7 separate regions of the Mus musculus genome follow, and all the other regions are linked to region 5. Evidence: chromatin contacts called from public HiChIP or PLAC-seq and promoter capture Hi-C data. All regions are on one chromosome and are shown on one strand. The core of a region is the stretch at or near the end of the contact, and the rest is flanking DNA. Distances in the headings are between cores, read along the strand shown.

Region 1 (2,700 bases), core at 92-2,591, 920 kb after region 5:
TTGGTGTTTTCTTGCTCAGGTTTAGTTATTCCCTCCCTGTGCCCCCATCTCTCCCTTTGGGAATAGTCATGTGTATTCTGCACTGTTATATTTTGGAGCATCGGGATTACAGTTGCTCATGGGCTCTGGGGATTCGAACTCAGGTCCTTCCACTGCATGGCAAGTGCTTTAACTCCATGAGTCATCTCCCCAGCCCTTACCTCAGAACTAGTTACTCAAAACTAGTTACCCCCCCTGCCTTTTCTTCAAATGTCTTGTTTTTATTTCATTTATTTATTTTGTTTAACAGTACTAGGGGTTGAATTTAGGGCCTACCTAGCACATTCCAGGCAAGTGCTCGACCTCTAAGCCACACCCCCAGCCTCCTTTGCCTTTTCTCGGTTCAGATCTCCTTGTTTAGGTCTATTACAAAGACCATGGCTTCAGAAAAGACCTGATTCCTTACAAATGTTGCTTCAAACTGCACCACCTTCCCAGATAGCAACTGGAAGGAAGGACTGTTCAGTCTTATTTGTATCTAATGTTCACCTCTGGACCAGTCAGAAGGAAGGGGATAATGTGATTAGTCAAGCCAGGGCCACCACTGAGCATAATTAATTCAAGGCCAGTCCTAACTGCCTCAACCTCTCCCTCCCCCACACAGAGATCTACTTCACTGGGCTTGGTTGCTCACTTCAGCAGTTGGAAGGCTGAGGCAGGAGGATCACCACATTCATAGTCACATACGTGCTGTGCTAAAAGACCAAATTTATTCAAGAAGAGAGAAAGGCCAGCAAATAGTGCAGTTCCCATTGCCTGCGGAAAACGGAAATCACACTCAACCTTGAGTTTTTTGTCAAAGCATCACTCCCTGAAGCCTTCCTGACCTCAAAGCAGGCCTCCCCTCCCCCCTCGCTCCTAGAAGATGACAGGCGCACCCTAAATCTAGGAACCGGAGTTGACAGACTCTTGGAAAGCGGGAGGTGAGGCACAAACGCGGCTGCTCGACACGTCCCCGCGGGAAGCGTGGCGGAGTTTCGAGTTTTCCAGCCCACGGAAACGTCAGGGGCGCGCAGAGCGGCTGCTGCGGGGCGGAAGTGCATCCCCGGGGCCCGTCTAGGAAACCGGGAGGACCCTGCGCGTCAGTGGTCAAGGGACACAGTGGGTTTCGCGAGGTGCATGGGACATTCCAGCTAGCCGACCGGCCCTGTCCGACCGGGCGAAGATGGGGTGAATGTGGGCGAGAACGGCAGACGGGAAAGCTGAGACGGGCATGGGGGCGTGGGCTCGCTGGCCACCTGTTCCTCCCGCGAGTGCGGCTCGCGCGGATTGGCCGCAGTGCGCCCGGTACCGGAAGTGGCCGGCGTGGGTCGCCCGTGACACCAGACAACAGCTGCGGTTCTGTGCGCGCCGCGGTGCAGCGCCTCGGGCCCGGCGGAGGGAGCGTGGGCGGCATCCGCCAGCGGTGAGGCCTCTCTGGTTCCGTCGTGCCCGGGGGAGGAGGGCGCGGGGCTCCCGGCCTGGAGCTGGAGTTCTGACTGTAGGCCCGCCCCTGACTCGGGTTTGCTGTGTGACCTTGGACTTTATGGCATCGGGGGCTCCTACTCATTTGCACACGGAGAGGGTGGAGCCTGGGCACTGTCAGGGGCCCGATCCTAATTCTGCTTGCAGGCCTTGTCAGCCAGGGAAACTGGAGAAGCAGGCTCCGACACGGGCATGCCAAAGACCTATGCCTATTTTTCTTCTCTCTCTCTCTCTCTCTCATTTCATTCTCTAAGTATACTGCTAGAACGAATAGCAGGCAAAAATTGGGGGCCCCGTGGCATGTTGTGACCTGTGCTGGCAGGCAGGACATTGGCTTACTAAGGTTAAAGAAAGATGATAGAATTGGGACTAAAGAGAAGACACAGTAGTTCTTGCTGCTCTTCCAGAAGACCCTAGTTTGGTTCCCAGAACTCAAATCAGGCGCCTCGTATCATCTGTAACTCATGTGCACACACATCTATAACTCTGTAGCAACACACAACTACACATAGTTAAGAATAATAATAATAATCATAAATGAGACTGAATTGAGCACAGAATTGACAGAGTTCCCTTGATCCTGGATACCAAAGGAGGAAGATAAATAGTGTCTTGGGAGAAAGAACTTTTCTTGTTGTTGCCTTAGTTTGACTTTTTTTTTTTTTTTTGAGATAGGGTCTCCCTACATATCTCTGGCTAGTCTTGAACTCACTAGGTAGATCAGGTTGACTTAAGACTTTCAGAGATCCATCTGCTTCTGTCTTCCATGTGCTGATATTAAAGGTGTGGGTCATCGTGCTCGGCTAAGAACTTATTTTTATAAAACGTTGATACCAGTTATCTGTCAGACACTGCTCTGGTCTCTTTAGGGACAATGGTGAATGGAATCTTCAATTAACCTTTAAAACAACTGCAGACATTCACCCAGATAGCTCAGAAACCTCACTTAATGTTTTCCAGGTATCAGAAATGTGCTAAGCACTGAGGTTAACAAGATGAGTAGAATGTCATCCTTGGTCACATTGTAGAACAGTGGTGCTCAGCCTGTGAGGTGCAACCCCTCTGAGACTTGAATATCCCCTTTACAATATATACACTACCACTCGTAATGGCAAAATTATAATTATGAAGACGCAATGAAAATAATTTTATGGTCGGAGGTCACCACAACGTGTGTACTATGGGGTTGAAGTGGCA
Region 2 (2,700 bases), core at 43-2,542, 560 kb after region 5:
AGGAACCTTAGGACCTAAACGTTCCTATGACTTTGATGTGTGCACCGTTGCTACCCTTGGCCCATAACCACTAACATAAACACACATACAGCTGAACAAGATGGCGGATGCCCAGCCACAGGCAGCTGGATCTCGGGGAGTTCTAGGCCAGCCTGGTCTACATAGTTCCAGACCAGCCAGAGCCACATAGTGAGACTTTGCCTCCATAAGAAAAAAAAAAAAAAAAAAAAAAAGGCAGAACTTCACAGACTGCTTATGGAAGTGTGTAAGAAACCACATATCGAGGATGGCACTTGGGTTTCTAGCTTGTAGGAACTGAACGCATGTGAATATTTTGTGCACAGGCTCCTAACCAGGTAGACAACATATTGTCTACCGCCTACCTCACCAGCCTCAACTCTACCCACTCTCTTTAACCACCTAAACCCCGAACCCAAACATTGCCCTCATTTTCCAACCCGTCCTACACGAGTGTTCCTCTAACGTTTCAACTACCCCTTCTAATTTTCTTTCACTACCTAACCCCTGTTCATCTTAAACTCCAGGTCTTTTGGAGAAATCTCTAAATACTCTCTCTACACCGGTTTAGGAAACTCATACCAGATTTAGTTTCGTGTTATGGCATTTTGCTCATCGCCACTATGACTGGAATTGGAGCGCCGAGTAGGAAGGGGTAGGCCCTTGGCTGAGAGCTAGTAAATGTTTGTGTTCAATTACCCTGGGAAAACGCCGCCAAAAGAAGTTTCGCTGAGGACTGAACTAGTCAGGGGACCTGGGATGGAACCGAGCCCCTTCATTGCTTTGTGCTTATCAATGACCTAACAGAAAAGGGGCCTAATACTGCTCTGGGGAACGCGCAGGTAATGAAGTCTGTGGATCGCGTCCTCAATGGTTAAGTGGCTCTATTCTCCACTCTCGGCTCTCCTCGAGCTCACAGCTCCAGTGTCAGCTTCAGGAAGGCGGGACCACGGTGCCCAGCCGCCTCACCAGCCTTTCCACGGTGACCGCGGGAGCCACAGACTTACCTGCGCCCCACCTGCCGTCCCATGCAGCCTCAATAAGCACATGAGCCCGGGCAAATGCGGGGCCCACTGGATTGGGGGATGCACAGGGGCCACGGGGGACGCCGTTCGCGGCTGTAACAACCCGGAAATGCTCTCTAACAGCAGCAGACGCAGACGCGGGCCGGATCCCACCGCAGAGAGACCCCCGGGCCCGCCAGGAGCCCCAGCTGGGGAGCCCGCAGAGGCCCCACTAAGAACGGCCGCCGCCATCTTCACAGGCTCGAGCAATGGCGTGGCGTGATGACGCAAACATAAGTGCGACGCACGCCGCTCGGGGAGGGGTCTTGAGGAGGGGGCTGCGGCCTGCTGGGCTGGATGAATGAGGGCTGGCGCCCTGCGGCAGGAGGGGGCATGCGCAATGTGGGCGAGCGCCAGCGTTGGGGCGGCTTGCAAACTGCTAACCCGGGCTGAGCGCTGTAGGGCGGGGCGGAGGCGTTGCTGCGCAGGCCGGACACGTGGTCTGCAGGAAAGGCGCGGGAGTCTGAAAGATCTCAGTCCAGCGTGGCTTCTGGTCACCTTCTCCCTGGGCTTAGTAATCCTATCTAAGGAGCCAACCCCAAGTCTGAAATCTGGAACGTTCTAAACTGCTTTTCCAACAATGGAAAAACAAGCTCAAACAGTGCACATGCCACAAAGTAGCAGAGGTGTCACTCTGTCCCCAAGACACACCCACAGTCATTTGTGTATTTACATTACTATACACAGTTGTTTTGTTTTTTGAGACAGGGCCCTGGCTGTTCTGGAAATCACTTTGTAGACCAGGCTGACCTCCAACTCAGAAATCCACCTGCCTCTGCCTCCCTAGTGCTGGGATTAAAGGCGTGCGCCACCACGCCCGGCTAACCTATCACTTTCAAAGGCCTCAGCATTGCCTTATTTCCTCCCTCTGCAGTCTGTACACCACACAAAAGCCGAATTGGGCTTTTCTGATATAAGCCAGTTCTTTGTTTTGTTGTTTTTGCTTTTTAACAGGCTGGCCTCAGACATGATGTGGCAATATTCCTGCCTCAGGCTCACAAGTTCAAATGCTGACATTACAGATTGGAGCCAAGAAAGCTTGTCCTTCCCAGTTTAGAGTCCTTCTGTAGCTTCTAGAGATAAGAATATTAACTGGGTGGTGGTGGCACACGCCTTTAATCCCAGCATATTGGGAGGCAGACGCAGGCAGATTTCTGAGTTCAAGGCCAGCCTGGTCTACAAAGTGAGCTCCAGGACAGCCAGGGCTACACAGAGAAACCCTGTCTCAAAAAAACAAACAAAAAAAGATAAGAATATTTCCCTACACAGACTAGAATCTATACCACCTGACCTCAGGCTGTACAAGCACTTCTTTCTTCCTCTGGTCTTTTGTTGTTTTGTTTTAGGGGTGGAGAGATGTTTGAGGTTTTGTTTTGTTTTGTTTCTTCTCCTAGTCTTGGACTAAACTAGCCTTCTTTCTATCCTCCAGCAACATCAATTCCAAGGCCTTTGCACAGACTTCCAATTTTGCCGACAGGCTTGTTGCCATTCTTAGAAAAGTTTTTCTTCCAATCTCTATCACACACACACACACACACACACACACACACACACATACACATACACACACTTTTAAAGTCAAGGTAACCTCCCCTTGAAGGTAACTTCCTATGAAATT
Region 3 (2,700 bases), core at 115-2,614, 610 kb after region 5:
ACTGCCTACAGCTCCAGTTCTAAACAATCCAATGTCCTCTCTAACCTCCATGAGCAATGCATGCACATCACTCACAGACACACATACAGATACAAAATACCCTTACTCACCAAATTAAATAAATAAATCTTGGTGGGCAGTGGTGATGCACACCTTTAATCCCAGTACTCAGGAGACAGAGGCAGGCGGATCTTGGTGAGTTCGAGGACAGCCTGACCTACAGAGCAAGTTCCAAGACAACCAGGGCTACAAAGAGAAACCTTGTCTCAAAAAAACCAAATAAAATAAAATAAGCTAACAAACACCATTGAGTGAGAGAACATTTCATTTATCTCTATATCCATAGAGCCTAGCACACCTAATTGATAATCAAAGACAGAAAGGTCGAGGGAAGGAACCAGGACATGAGAATGAGCTGGGCTCAGGATCAGGAAGAAGCCTTAGGCACGGAGAATGTCATGCTTTCCTTGGGAGAGGTTGGCCACCAAAGAGCCCATGACTACCCAGTATGGAGGAACCCACTTGAACTCCCACTGTCATCACCTGGCCCAGGGCCAATGCTTAATAATAAATTCTTATAAATTCAGTAAGTCAGACAGTTAACTAAATCAGAGAGGTCTGAGTGGCTTTGGGCCACAGGGCTGTTTCAGTGGTGGCTCATATCTTTAATCCCAGTATTTAGGGAGGCAGAGGCAGTGATACTCAATTTGTGGGGAAGGGGGTGAGGGGAAGACTAGTGCCCAAGTCATGTCTGGCCACCCTTCTTTAATAAGCCAATTAAAAATGGAAAGTTAAAAAAGGAGACGTATCCAATGTGGCCACATTGGGAAGAGTGACAAAGAGATCCGGCAAGCCCCCTCAAGTCAGTCTTCAGGGTGCTAACGCAACATCAAAGTTTAAATAGAGCAAGGTTGTGCACATCTAAGTACCCCACCCCCACCCGCACCCCCACCCTCAGTCAAGGTGTGTGGTCACACCCATCACTGACTATTCATTATCTGGGCTTCAGTCTCATCCTGTAAAGTGGTCTGACAAGTTGTTAGAACTGTGTAAAATCTCTTTCTGGAAGACAAGTTCTGATAGTCAAGACTGAAGAGATACAAGTATCTCTTTAAACTATCTTCATTTTTGACAGACCTATTACACCAGAGGATCTCTATGAGTTCCAGGCCAACTTGGTCTAAACTGAGATCCTGTCAGAAAACAAGTCAATAACCGCCTCTTTCCACCCCTGTCTGGCCTGGCATTAGCGCCCTGGCAGTCAGACTAGACCAGGTAGACTCGGAAGGGCGAGGCCGCGCTGAGCATCCTGGGAATTGTAGTGTTCGCTGCAGTGGCCTCTGCGCAGGCGCACATTAACAGGCATTTCCGGGCTGTGGCGCCACACCTCGCAAAAGACGGCCTGTGGGGCTTTCCACTGGAACGATGGCTACCTACAGTCTGGCGAACGAGCGGCTGCGCGCCCTGGAGGATATCGAGCGTGAAATCGGCGCCATCCTCCAGAACGCAGGTTCGGGAAGCGAGGGGCAGACGGCAAGGGGTGAAGACCAGCCCGGGACTCTGCGTGCAGTTGGGGCGGGACCTGAATGCTAGCCTTAGGGCGGGGCTGAGTCTGAAGCCTGGGTCTGACATCGCCCTCTCCCCGCCCTGGCAGGAACGGCGATCCTGGAACTGTCCAAGGAAAAGACTAACGAGCGGCTCCTCGACCGGCAGGCGGCAGCCTTCACCACTTCTGTGCAGCACGTGGAGGCAGAGCTATCCGCTCAAATCCGCTACCTCACTCAGGTGGGTGTGTCTAGAAGGTGCTGGGCGGGGACCCCAGCTCTGAACCAACGCCCTAGCCTTGGGGATTCCCTGAGCTTTAGCTAGGTAAGACTGCCTCTTACGCGATAGGTACTTTCATTTCAGGGCTGGTTTAGTCCTCTAAAAGGAAAGGATTAAAAATGTCTAGGGTGTATAAACAATACCCTAGGCATACCAGCTGGCACAGGCCGGTATTCTGAGCTACTTAAGTGCCTGAGGCTGGAAGATCACAAGTTCAAAACTTGTCTGGGCAATTCAGACCCAGTAGGTCAGAAAGAGAGTTGGAGCTCTGTGTTAGAGCACTTACCTACCATAAAGAGGCCCAGGTACTGAAATAAATAAATAAAAATAAATAAATAAATAAATACTGAAGCTACCGAACGTTGTTCCCAGAAACTTGTGAGGCCATATTTGCTTGGGGACTAAGAAGACAGACATCGCTAAGAGGCTTCCAGAGTCTTTACTCCAGCTGCTACTGTTTACTGACATCTGTGGTGTGCTGGGCATATCCTAAAACTCTAGGAAGTATTCGCTGTGGTCCCTATTTCATAGATGAGGTTCACACAGTGGTTAAGCTTTTTCTTTTTTTTTTTTTTTTGTTGTTGTTGTTGTTGCCTTAGAACACTGAGTTACCAGTCAACTAATGTAGATCAAACTTGGGAAAGATGTGAGACCAGAGAAATAATACTGCCCGGTTGTGGGTGGTAAAGAGAGGCAGTACCCCATTGATTGATCTGACTTGTAGGTGGCCACAGGGCAGCCGCATGAGGGCTCCAGCTACTCTTCCAGGAAGGACTGTCAAATGGCTCTAAAGCGAGTAGACTACGCCCGCCTCAAGATTAGTGATGTGGCGAGAACCTGTGAGCAGATGCTGGAGAACTGAGTTCGGATGATCCA
Region 4 (2,700 bases), core at 196-2,695, 840 kb before region 5:
CAATCCACAGAACTAGAAAAAGTAAGACTGACGCCAACCTTAACTACTCTTTTCCCTCAATCTCTCCATATAATCACTCTCCATATAACAACTCTACTTCCACACATACATTAAATCTCTTGCCTTTTCAGGTCTATCACCTCCTGAGTCCACGGCACCACTATCATTCATTTGGACTGATCAGCGTATTGTTTTCTCTGTTGCTGTTGTTTTATGAGGAAAAGGTCAGGTTATCATATAGCCCAGGCTGGTCTGGAAATCAGTCTTCTTGCCACTGCCTTCTAATGTGGAGCCTACCTAGGGGCATGCATCACCACACCCAATTGCACCGAATTCTTCAATGGTCTGATTCCACTACTGCACAACCACATCCTATTTGCCACAGACAGTGAAAAGACCATGACTTCTACACTGGTGAGGTGGCTTAATGAATAAACACTTGCCTCTGCTAGGCATGGTGGTACGGGCTCTGAATCCCAGCAAAGGAAGGTGAATCTCAGGATTTCAGGATTTACATAGAGTTGCAAGTCAATCAGGGCTGTAAAATGAGACCGTTTCAAAAAAACAAAATCAACCAACCAACCACACGAGTTGTTAAATGAACAGACCCTTTATTCCCATCACACCTCAGTTCCCTGCCTCCATACAGTCCTCCTTTAAAAAAAAAAAAAAAGCAAAGGTGGCACATGCCTTTAATCCCAGGAGGCAGAGGCAGGTGAATCTCTCTGAGTTAAAGGCTGGCCAGGACATCCAGGGTTACACAGAGAAACACCCAGGGTCTCATTTAGCTCAGGCTGACCTCTAAATAGCTATATAACTGAGGGTAATTTCTAGTCCTTCTACTCCCAAAACCTCGAGTGCTGTAATTTCTCGTGTTCTTCACAACACCTGATTTATGAGGTTGTAAGACTCGAACCCAGGACCCTGAGCTACATCTGCAGCCCTCTGCAGTTATTTCGTCTATCATTCCCAGCGAAATGTAAGTTTCAGAAATATCGGAACCGGGTTTTATTTCGGCACTGTATTCCCAACGACTAGTATGGTGCCTGATACAAAGCAGGTGGTCTTCACATTTTTCTGATGAATGAATGGTTGGATGAATGAATGAATGAATGAATGGATGGATGAATGAGACCATGAGATGAGGCTATTTCAGGGATGGATGAATGAGACCATGAGATGAGGCTATTTCAGTCTGGTCGTCCACCTACACCGAGTGCCTGCAGAACACGCGCTCCAACAGATGCTCTACCCAAGGCATGTGGATCCAGATGGACCCAACCCGCCCTAATGGGGAAAACGACGCGGCCTGGATTCGGTTTGAATGTGTGAGCAATGGAACCGCATCAGGAAGCGAACTCAGGGAAGGACGCGTAGGTTGTACTCACCTGAAGCCCGCCAGTTTGCGCCAGAGACCCACGAGTCCTTGGCGCGCGCTCGTTGTACGTCATCAGAGAGCGCCACCGCCGGAGAAGCGATTCGCGCGGGCCGGCTGTGGGCGGTGCCAAGGCTCCCCGCGGTGGGTTGGGGCTGTTTGAGTGACAAACCTGAATCTCTTTTAGAAGTCCAAGCCTGTAATCCCAGCACTGGGAGGCCAGAGCAGACAGGAGTATCTTTGAATTCTAGACTAGTCTGGTCCACATAGCAAGTTCGAGGCCAGCCAAGGATGTACAGAGAAACCCTCTGTCAAAAAGACAAAACAGGGGCTGGTGAGGGCTCAGCAGGTAAGAGCACTGACTGCTCTTCCAAAGGTCCTGAGTTCAAGCAACCACATGGTGGCTCACAACCATCCGCAATGAGATCTGATGCCCTCTTCTGGTGTGTCTGAAGACAGCTACAGTGTACTTACATATAACAATAAATAAATCTTAAAAAAAAAAAAAAGACAAAACAAAATTCAAAAAAGAGAAGACGCCTCGAATTTGAAATATCACTTGAGAAAATGTTATTTTATTGATCACTGAAAGTGCCTTACGGCTGGAGGTGACTCTTAACTTGTTGTCAAGTTGACACACAAAACCATCCAGTACACTAGCCTAAATTACATTTAAAAAGTTAACGTGTAAAACTGTTTTGGCTCTCTGTATTTTTCTCCCTTCTGCCTTCTTTGTTTATGCAAGATAAATTGGTTTTCCAAGGTCATTTAATTTAGAACTTCTGTTACTTTGACCTTAATAGAATGTAACAGTCTGAGATTCTCAGACTAATGTAAAATCTAGGCAAAGTACCCCAAAACCCTTTTTAAAACAAAACAAACAAAAGAAAGAAAATTCTTTGTGTAGCTTTGGCTGCCCCAGAACTAGCCCTGTAGACCAGGATGGCCTCCAACTCACCGAGACTCAAGACTGGGATTACAGGCCTGGGCAACCACTGCCCCCTTCACAAAACAGCCTTTTAAAAGACCCTATGCAATACAATACAGCCAGCCTAAGACCTGCAACAGCAAGAAACAAGAGACAATGTTTAAATAGATTTTGGAAATGAAATTTAGGTTCCTTTTATTTATTCAAGATTTATTTATTTTATGTGAGTACAGTGTTGTTCTCTTCAGACACACCAGAAGAGAGCATCAAATCTCATAACAGACGATTGTGAGCCACCATGTGAGTGCTGGGAATTGAACTCAGGACCTCTGGAAGAGCAGTCAGTGCTCTTAACAGCTGAGCCATCTCTCCAGCAGCTCCTTTCTTTATTAAGCTG
Region 5 (2,700 bases), core at 44-2,543:
CCGCTCATTTGCTGGGTTTTCAGCACTAGTAAGAAGTACCCCCAAAGGAACGGGATCTTAGAGGTGAAAGGTCAACAGAGAGACCAAGATATATGAAGCCAGGGATTGCACGGGCAGGCAGTAAATGACATAGCACAGCAAGGCAAGGGGGAGGAGGGGTCTGTGCTGTGCAGAAGGGTCTCAGAGGCCTAGCATGACTCAACTTGCAATTTTCTCCTTACATCCTATCTCTGAGGCATAATGAAGTCATGTTCCCTCATATACACATCAACACTGCCTCACTGCCCTGGTCTCTGGTGCAATCCACCACAGTAGGACCAGATTTCTGTAAGAACCTCTCCCTTACCTTGGCCTGCCCACAGCCTCCTGGGTTGTTCTGACACAGTAGTTCTCAGTTTAGGCTGTACAATAAAAACTAGAATTCTAAGAATCCCTAGTCTGCACCCCAAGCACTAATATACAATTGATAGGAAGTTAAGACCCAGGCACAAGTGATGGGCTAGTTTCGGCTTTGTTTCTTTAATATCTCCCCTAGTGACCCAGGTCACTCCCAAGCTGACCTGGAACTCGCGATCCTCCACACCTGCCCAGATACTATGCTATCTTCTTTTGAGGAAAGGAGTCTTTTGAGAGAGTCTCCCTATTGTAGCCCTGACTTGGTCTGGAACTATGTAAAACAGACTGGCCTCATACTTGTGACTCTCCTCTTGCCTCTCCTTTCCCAAACGCTGGGATTGCATGTTTTGCCTCCATACTGGGGAATGGAGGGCCTGTTCTGTTCAAGTGTCTTTCCCTGAGCCTTACCTCATGCACATTCATTACTGTTACCTTTTGAAAGTCTGTCACGCGTGTAATGGGCGTGCCTGAACTGAGAGGTGACTGAGTGGGTCAACGCTGTGACAGGGGGAGAACACAGCGAGGTCGCCCTGAGAAGAACACCGAGCCAAGTCTGGGAGGCAAGGAATGAGTGTGAATGGTGTTCCGCTGCGTCAGCGAGGCCCGCCCCGCCCTTGGGAGGAGGATCCCGGGGACCGGAGCAGCCACGCGGTGGGGAGGCAGAGCAGCAACCCGCGGAAAAGGCGAGGGTCTTGCTGCTGGGGATAGGGCCGCAATCACCCTCCAACAGGCCAGGTCTCCAAGCCTCTGCAGTCGGAGCGGAAGGGGCGGAACCACGGTGAACAAAGCGCACAAGGTCCAAGGTCCGCGGCCCCGGGGGAGGAGAAGCGCCTGCTTTCTGCGCAGTCGCCCCGCCCGGACTGGGGGGCGGGACTTAGGCGACCCGGGGGTGGGGTCAGATCTGGGCCCGCCTCCACCAGCGCCTGTGAGCCCCGGAGTGCGTGGCCCCCCGACTTATTCTGGGGGCTTCAGGTGAGCCGGACCATAGAGGGGTTAAGGAGACTTTCCTCGGGGTCAGGTCATCTGTCTGACCTCAGGACCATCTGCCCTGCCGTCTGCCAACAGCCATCTCCGTAGAAAAAATGGGAGAACAAAGGGAGGGGGCGGTCCTGGGGCCCCTAAGAAAATTCAGGGTCCTAGGTACCCCGCCCCGCCCGCTGACACTTTCGGTTTCTCCCCGAGTCTTAGGTGCCGCCCTAGAGACCCTGGGCCCGTACTGGGCGCAGCTACCTCTTCGCCTCTGCCTGTCCGTCTTTGTTTCTGTGTCTGTCTAGCTGTTCCCGAGCTTGTCCCACTCCAGAACTAAGTCTCCCCTACGCCAAAAGCCCAAGACTCCCCTCCTGATTCCCATGGCAGGTACGTTGACGCTAGGTTGGGGTCTCCATTATTCCCCCCTGCCCCCACGAAATTGGGTGCCGGGTGTCGAACACATTCTCCAGGAATGTGCTCAGACTGGCTGCGTGGGGCCCTCCCTTCCTCCTGGGGAGCCACCGCCCTGCCCCTCCGCCCCATCATTCTCTGCCTCTTCTTACGTTTTCCGCGGGTGCTCCTGGTCCTTGGGCTGTGAAAGAAGAGTCCACAGATAACTTTCTAATCTACTCCTGCTCCCCTACAGGCTACTTGCCCCCCAAAGGCTATGCCCCTTCACCCCCACCTCCCTACCCCGTGCCATCTGGGTATCCAGAGCCGGTGGCTCTGCATCCTGGACCGGGACAAGCTCCAGTGCCCACCCAGGTGCCTGCCCCTGCTCCCGGCTTCGCTCTCTTCCCCTCGCCAGGCCCAGTGGCTCCAGGGCCTCCTGCTCCTTTCGTGCCATTGCCAGGGGTGCCTCCTGGCCTCGAATTCCTAGTGCAGGTGAGTGAGAGAGAGGATGGCTGGGAGGAGAACTGAAGTTCGAGGTGACGGATAAGGTCAACGCTGCTCTTAACTCTTTACAGATTGATCAAATCTTGATTCATCAGAAGGCTGAACGAGTGGAAAGTGAGTAGGAGATGGATGGAGCAAGATGGGCTTCATGATCTTTATGGCAGTGGTTAGCTTCTGGGCAGGTGGCCCCCGAGCCTCAGCGTGTTGCCCTTCCCAGCGTTCCTAGGCTGGGAGACCTGTAATATGTATGAACTTCGCTCCGGAACCGGACAGCAACTGGGTCAGGCAGCTGAAGAGAGCAACTGTTGTGCCCGCCTGTGCTGTGGTGCCCGCCGACCATTTCGAATCCGCCTAGCGGACCCTGGGGACCGCGAGGTGCTCCGGCTCCTCCGCCCACTTCATTGTGGCTGCAGCTGCTGCCCCTGTGGTCTTCAGGAG
Region 6 (2,700 bases), core at 87-2,586, 730 kb before region 5:
CTGGTTCCCAAGGAGGGGGGCGGTGGGGCCTGCTGGGACCACACATCTGTGCTTCCATTTGGCTGAAGTAGGGGAAGGTGGGATGTACTGAGGGCCCTAACCCCAAATGGGTGCCTCCTTTCTCAAGTACCGGGCCCCTCCTGCTCTGCCTTTGGCAAGGCAGCCTCTTGCCAGAAAACCCTCTCAGGATGTGGAGGGCCTCTGGGAAGGGGTTCCACTTTGTCTCTGACTCCACAGCTATCTTCTGGCTCGGTTTGTAGCCCTGTCTTTATTATGTCCTTTCCCCAGGCCTTCTTGTCGTGTTAAATTTCGATTTTACCTTCTCAGGCACTTCGCCCTGAAGTCTCCAGGTGTTGACATATCCATCCTTCTGAGAGGTCATGCTCTTTGTTTGAGGTGGGTGAAGATCCCATTTTGCAACCAAACCTTTCTTGTCCCTTTAGCAAATCTCACGTCTCCCTGCTCCCCTACAGTCCCTAGAGGCCTCCAGAGCGCCCACCAACTGGTGCACTCTATGTTTTCCTGCCAGCTGTACTCCTGAATTTAGTTTTAAACCAAGTTCTTGTAAACGGAAAGGTATCGCTTCTCGGCCTCTTGGCTAACTAAGATCAAGGGTAGTGAATGGAAAGATTTCTTCACTCACGTATACTTCAAGGATTTTTTTCCCCCTAGAAGTTTCCTTTGTCCTCCCTTAGTCCAGCCATCCTTAGGAAAATCTGTTCCCGGGGACTCAAGTCACAGTATCTATAGAGTCAGTTTGGCGGCAGATTCTCCTTATTACTACGTCTGCAGGGATAAGTACTGGAGTTATTGTGGGAATTGAGTAGAAGAGACAGATACAACGGCGCCGTCTTTTCCCACAGCCAGCCAGTAGAATCCGGTAGATCTGCTCTGCACCTTTAGGGGTTGGGAGAAGATTATAATATTCAGCCTGGAGGCAGAAGCATGCCAACATTTATTTCAGGGTTGGTGGGGCTATAGTGAACCTCCAAGAAATCTACTAGTCTAGGAGACCCCCAAATTTCATGCCTAAGTGATTTCTTCCCAGTTCACTTAGACTCTCTTCCCCTAATAATCTCCTCCCTCCAGTTGGGTCCCGCCTTATTATACAGCTTTATGGTCCTTAAACCAGCCTGTGGCCCCTTCCTCCCCTCACTTCCCACATTTGGGGCTAGTTCCTCCCCTTCCCCTCCCCCTTCACTCCCTGCCTTTCCGGGAGCCTCGTGCCGGGGTCCTTGAGCTGGGCATCTAGGGGCTGAAGGGGGCGGGGCCGGGCCCTAGCCCTCCTACCCTGCAGCGGCGGGATATAAGGATCTAGGCAGCACGCGCTGAGTCCACCGAAGGGTCCGGAGGAGCAATGGTCACCCGGGAGCGAGCTGAGAATAGGGACGGCCCCAAGGTGAGAGGTGGGAAGGGAGGGAAATAGGGTCCCTGTTCAGGCCAGAGGACTTAAAGGTTCTAACTCTGTGGGCTAGGAATGAGGATGGAGACACAAGAGTGAAAAGACCGAAAGAACCTGTAAAGTATAAAGAGGGCAGGGTCAGAGCCCAACTTGCGCGGGCTGCGGAAGCGGAGGTCTAGGGGTTTGCATTATTGTGGGCTAAGGCTTGTGGCTAGGAAAGTGCCAGAATTTGGGCATCGTGGCCTATTCTAGGGCTCGGGAAGCTGGGGCAGGTGGATTATCGCAAGTTCGAGGCCACAGAGTGCACCCCTACCGAAAAAACAAACAAACAAACAAACAAAAACCAAACCAAAATAAAACAAACAAACAAAACCCCACGAAGCTATACTATAACATGAGATAAGCTAGAGGCCATAGCTGGTGGAGGAGGGTGGAAACAAAAATAGAGGAAAGGCTATGGACGCTGTCTGTAAGCGCCTGGGAACCCACATCTGACTCAAAGAGAAGACCTTTGAGTCGTTGGTTCCGGAGGTGCGAGGCCAGGTGAGAGATATTAGGAGAACGAGTGAAGGGTTTGAGTGAGAAGAGGAGGTGTGGTCGCACTGTGTGTCTGCCTTTCACCTTAGGTCTCTATCGCGCGGCTCACTAGCCTGGGGGCAAAGAGTGGCCCTAAAGTTCTTCAGTGATACACTGAGAGGGAGACGACACAAGATAGAGATATAAAGAGAAAAGAAGAGTGCCATAGAGGGGAGAAGAGAGGAGAAAGCTGAACACAGAAAGGGCAGGGAGAAGTGGGCGAGCCACGGAAAGCGACCCAAGGGACTGGGAAGTAGCAGGGAGTGAGAGGGAAACGAATGGACCAGACCCAAGCAGCCTGGGATTAGGGGAAAGGGGCGCATGGGGGGTTTTCCCAGCGGCAGGATCGGACGCTTGCGCGGCGGCGCTGAGTCTCGGTCCGGTCGGCCCGCTCTTCCTTTCCCGCTGGTCACAGATGCTGAAGCCGTTGGTGGAGAAGCGGCGCCGGGACCGCATCAACCGCAGCCTAGAAGAGCTGAGGCTGCTGCTCCTGGAGAGGACCAGGGACCAGGTCAGTTCCACCGCTGGCCCCAGGCCCCTAAGCATTCTGTACCTGTGTCCCAGAGCTTTCTACTGGGGTGGGGACATAAGCTGGAGTGGTGACTCTGGACCCAAGCCTGCTCCTTGAAATCCCATCCCAGACCCCCTCTCGCTCTCAGAACTTGCTCTTCTCCACCTTGCTGGTCTGTAAGTTTCCAGTCTGGCTCGGTAAACTGAGCTTC
Region 7 (2,700 bases), core at 37-2,536, 790 kb after region 5:
AGACTAGCAAATCTGCAGTTCTCCTAGGTGAAATAGAAGGGAAGTTAAAAAAATTTAGAAACCAACCAGAAGGCTACTGCAGCAAAGAAGATAGTGCCTTGGGCTGGGGAGTGGAAGATGGAAGGATTTCAAAGAGACCAGAGTTAAAATCAGGAGGATTTGATAGCAGGGTGTTAAGGTGGAAGGAGTATCAGGAAGTGTTTAAAAGGACCAGGTAACTGAGTAGCTGTGGACAACAGAGGAGGAGAAGCTATTTTTTTTTTTATGGGGCTTCTTTTTTGTTTGGTTTGCGGTCTCAGTATACAGCTCAGGATGGCCCCAAACTCATGATCTTCCTGCCTCTGCTTCCCATGGACTGGTGTTATAGACAGTCCTATACCTCAGGCCAGCAGATGAAGCTATTTGCATAATGAACTTGATTTTTAATATACTTGAGTTTTCGATGTTATTTTGTTGTTGTTGTCATTGTCGTCATTGTTATTATTGTTGTTTTAATGAGAAGGGTCTTCTTTTGTAGCTCAAGCTGGCTTCAAACTCATGGCCTTCCTGTCAGAACCTCTCAGTGATGTACACTGTTTCTATACTTGAAGAACATGTAAGAAGAGAACTCCAAGTGGCATCTAATGTTAAGTATGTAGGCCTCAGGAAACAGGATCTAGACTAGAGATAAAGACTTAAGTCTAGGGCAGAAGTGGTGATTAAATGCACAGCAAAGTATTTCCCAGGCACTTATGGGGTTATGATACAAAAACCTATGAAGCCTCTGGAAGCAGGTTTACTGCTCCAGAAAGCTAGAGGAAGCCACAGAGGAGTCTGAGAAGGACCAACCACACAGGCTAGAGAAAATGAGTGTCACTTGTCACATCCCCAGGAAGGAATAGTCCTGAGTATGGAGGCTACAAAAACAGTTTAGAGAATACCAGTCACGTGCCCAGGGGATGCAGACTAGAATGTCAGCAGTCCCCAGATTCGGGAGGGGCTCAGCTTAGGGTAGGAAGGTGGCATGGAGTGTAAGGAAGCATGACATCTCTAAGAACTGCTATGGAGAAGAGAGGCAGCACTCAAAGGAGCTTTTGAATGCTGGTGGCTAGTAGCTGCAAAGTCTCTAGATCTCTCCGGGGTGGAAGGAAAGTGAGAATGTAAAACCAAAAGGAGGGCTTTGGGGAATGCTGTGCAGAGAGCTGATAAGAGCCTTTGCCCGCAAGGGAGACTGTTCCCTGGGTCACAGGAGCTGATTATCAGGTTGTCATTTCCTCCCCAACTCTATCTCCTTCCTGCTCTTGGGCTGGCTCTCCTTGCAGCTAGTAGAGAGAAGGACCGAGTCATAGCCTGGAAGAAGCTCTGTTCCTCCAAAGGACTGTCTGTCTGACTGTAAGCTGGGGCTGGGACCAGAGGTGGAGAAGGTTCTAAGGAGGGAATAAGAACCAAGGGCTGGAGGCAGGGGTGGAAAAGGAGAGAAAAGTCTGGGAGGTGTGGAAGCTGTTTCTAGATGGGATCCTAAGAACTGCAGCAGTGAAGGGCTAAAAGCTGGGAAAATGATGTAATGGGTGGCATCCCTTTGCCCACAGGTTCATATGGCTCTCCTCATCTTGCTCTTCCTGCTGCCAAGTCCCTTGCATTCCCAGCACACTTGTAGTATCTCCAAAGTGACCAGCCTGCTGGAAGTAAACTGTGAGAACAAGAAGCTGACAGCACTGCCTGCAGACCTGCCAGCAGACACAGGCATCCTCCACCTGGGCGAGAACCAACTGGGTACCTTCTCCACAGCATCACTGGTGCATTTCACTCACCTCACTTATCTGTACCTGGATAGATGTGAGCTGACGAGCCTGCAGACCAATGGTAAACTGATAAAGCTGGAAAACCTGGACTTATCCCATAATAACCTGAAAAGCCTGCCCTCCCTAGGATGGGCATTGCCTGCACTCACTACTCTAGACGTCTCCTTCAACAAGTTGGGCTCACTGTCTCCTGGTGTCCTGGATGGCCTAAGCCAACTCCAAGAGCTCTACTTGCAGAACAATGATCTTAAGAGTCTGCCCCCCGGGCTCTTGTTGCCAACGACCAAGCTGAAGAAACTCAATCTGGCCAACAACAAATTGCGTGAGCTGCCCTCTGGGCTCCTAGATGGGCTGGAGGATCTTGATACCCTCTACCTTCAAAGGAACTGGCTTCGCACAATACCAAAGGGCTTCTTTGGGACCCTCCTCTTGCCTTTTGTTTTTCTCCACGCCAACAGCTGGTACTGTGATTGTGAAATCCTCTACTTCCGTCACTGGCTCCAGGAAAATGCCAACAATGTCTACTTATGGAAGCAGGGTGTGGATGTCAAGGACACAACTCCTAACGTGGCCAGTGTACGATGTGCCAACTTGGACAATGCGCCTGTCTACTCCTACCCAGGGAAGGGCTGCCCTACTAGTAGTGGTGACACAGACTATGATGACTATGATGATATCCCTGACGTCCCTGCCACAAGAACTGAGGTCAAGTTCTCTACTAACACTAAAGTTCATACTACCCACTGGAGCCTACTCGCCGCAGCACCTTCTACTTCTCAAGACAGCCAAATGATTTCTTTGCCTCCAACTCATAAACCCACTAAGAAACAATCTACATTCATCCACACACAGAGCCCAGGTTTCACCACACTCCCAGAGACCATGGAATCTAACCCAACCTTCTACAGTCTAAAACTCA

Evidence for each region. Promoter capture Hi-C pulls out the DNA fragments that hold promoters and counts their contacts. HiChIP or PLAC-seq counts read pairs in DNA pulled down with a chosen protein or histone mark.
Region 1: a contact with region 5 is called in an HNF4G HiChIP or PLAC-seq map of pancreatic cancer cells. The contact joins the promoter of Zfp3 here to the promoter of Plscr3 in region 5. A contact is called at or near these places in 2 of 115 datasets of contacts at active chromatin or transcription factors (microglia and pancreatic cancer cells).
Region 2: a contact with region 5 is called in a promoter capture Hi-C map of liver, with 4 times the contacts expected there. The contact joins the promoter of Pelp1 here to the promoter of Plscr3 in region 5. A contact is called at or near these places in 2 of 39 promoter capture datasets (hippocampal neurons and liver) and 1 of 115 datasets of contacts at active chromatin or transcription factors (pancreatic cancer cells).
Region 3: a promoter capture Hi-C map of liver shows a contact between it and region 5. The contact joins the promoter of Med11 here to the promoter of Plscr3 in region 5. A contact is called at or near these places in 1 of 39 promoter capture datasets (liver) and 1 of 115 datasets of contacts at active chromatin or transcription factors (astrocytes).
Region 4: a promoter capture Hi-C map of liver shows a contact between it and region 5. The contact joins the promoter of Pfas here to the promoter of Plscr3 in region 5. A contact is called at or near these places in 2 of 39 promoter capture datasets (liver and pre-B cells).
Region 6: a promoter capture Hi-C map of embryonic stem cells shows a contact between it and region 5, with 4 times the contacts expected there. The contact joins the promoter of Hes7 here to the promoter of Plscr3 in region 5. A contact is called at or near these places in 8 of 39 promoter capture datasets (3T3-L1-derived adipocytes, cranial neural crest, embryonic stem cells and 4 more), 1 of 484 Hi-C or Micro-C datasets (embryonic stem cells), 2 of 115 datasets of contacts at active chromatin or transcription factors (bone marrow-derived macrophages and pancreatic cancer cells) and 1 of 9 other capture datasets (adipose tissue).
Region 7: a contact with region 5 is called in a promoter capture Hi-C map of the HPC-7 cell line. The contact joins the promoter of Gp1ba here to the promoter of Plscr3 in region 5. A contact is called at or near these places in 4 of 39 promoter capture datasets (the C10 cell line, the HPC-7 cell line and liver), 1 of 484 Hi-C or Micro-C datasets (CD4 T cells) and 1 of 9 other capture datasets (liver).

What each region holds. Positions count from the first base shown.
Region 1 is chr11:70,763,106-70,765,805 of GRCm38.p6, forward strand. It overlaps Zfp3 (zinc finger protein 3), which reads left to right and starts at 1,342. Exons shown (of 2, transcript NM_177565.3): 1 at 1,342-1,444.
Region 2 is chr11:70,408,739-70,411,438 of GRCm38.p6, forward strand. Pelp1 (proline, glutamic acid and leucine rich protein 1) reads right to left here and starts at 1,293. Exons shown (of 17, transcript NM_029231.4): 1 at 1,026-1,293. The coding sequence starts at 1,274.
Region 3 is chr11:70,450,554-70,453,253 of GRCm38.p6, forward strand. It overlaps Med11 (mediator complex subunit 11), which reads left to right and starts at 1,365. Exons shown (of 3, transcript NM_025397.3): 1 at 1,365-1,510; 2 at 1,655-1,785; 3 at 2,549-2,700. The coding sequence starts at 1,426. The coding sequence ends at 2,686.
Region 4 is chr11:69,007,015-69,009,714 of GRCm38.p6, forward strand. It overlaps Pfas (phosphoribosylformylglycinamidine synthase (FGAR amidotransferase)), which reads right to left and starts at 1,446. Exons shown (of 28, transcript NM_001159519.1): 1 at 1,389-1,446.
Region 5 is chr11:69,845,324-69,848,023 of GRCm38.p6, forward strand. Plscr3 (phospholipid scramblase 3) reads left to right here and starts at 1,294. Exons shown (of 8, transcript NM_023564.4): 1 at 1,294-1,368; 2 at 1,585-1,752; 3 at 2,012-2,250; 4 at 2,334-2,376; 5 at 2,480-2,700. The coding sequence starts at 1,746.
Region 6 is chr11:69,119,117-69,121,816 of GRCm38.p6, forward strand. Hes7 (hes family bHLH transcription factor 7) reads left to right here and starts at 1,337. Exons shown (of 4, transcript NM_033041.4): 1 at 1,337-1,399; 2 at 2,394-2,489. The coding sequence starts at 1,358. It also overlaps 9130213A22Rik.
Region 7 is chr11:70,637,836-70,640,535 of GRCm38.p6, forward strand. Gp1ba (glycoprotein 1b, alpha polypeptide) reads left to right here and starts at 1,287. Exons shown (of 2, transcript NM_010326.3): 1 at 1,287-1,363; 2 at 1,569-2,700. The coding sequence starts at 1,575.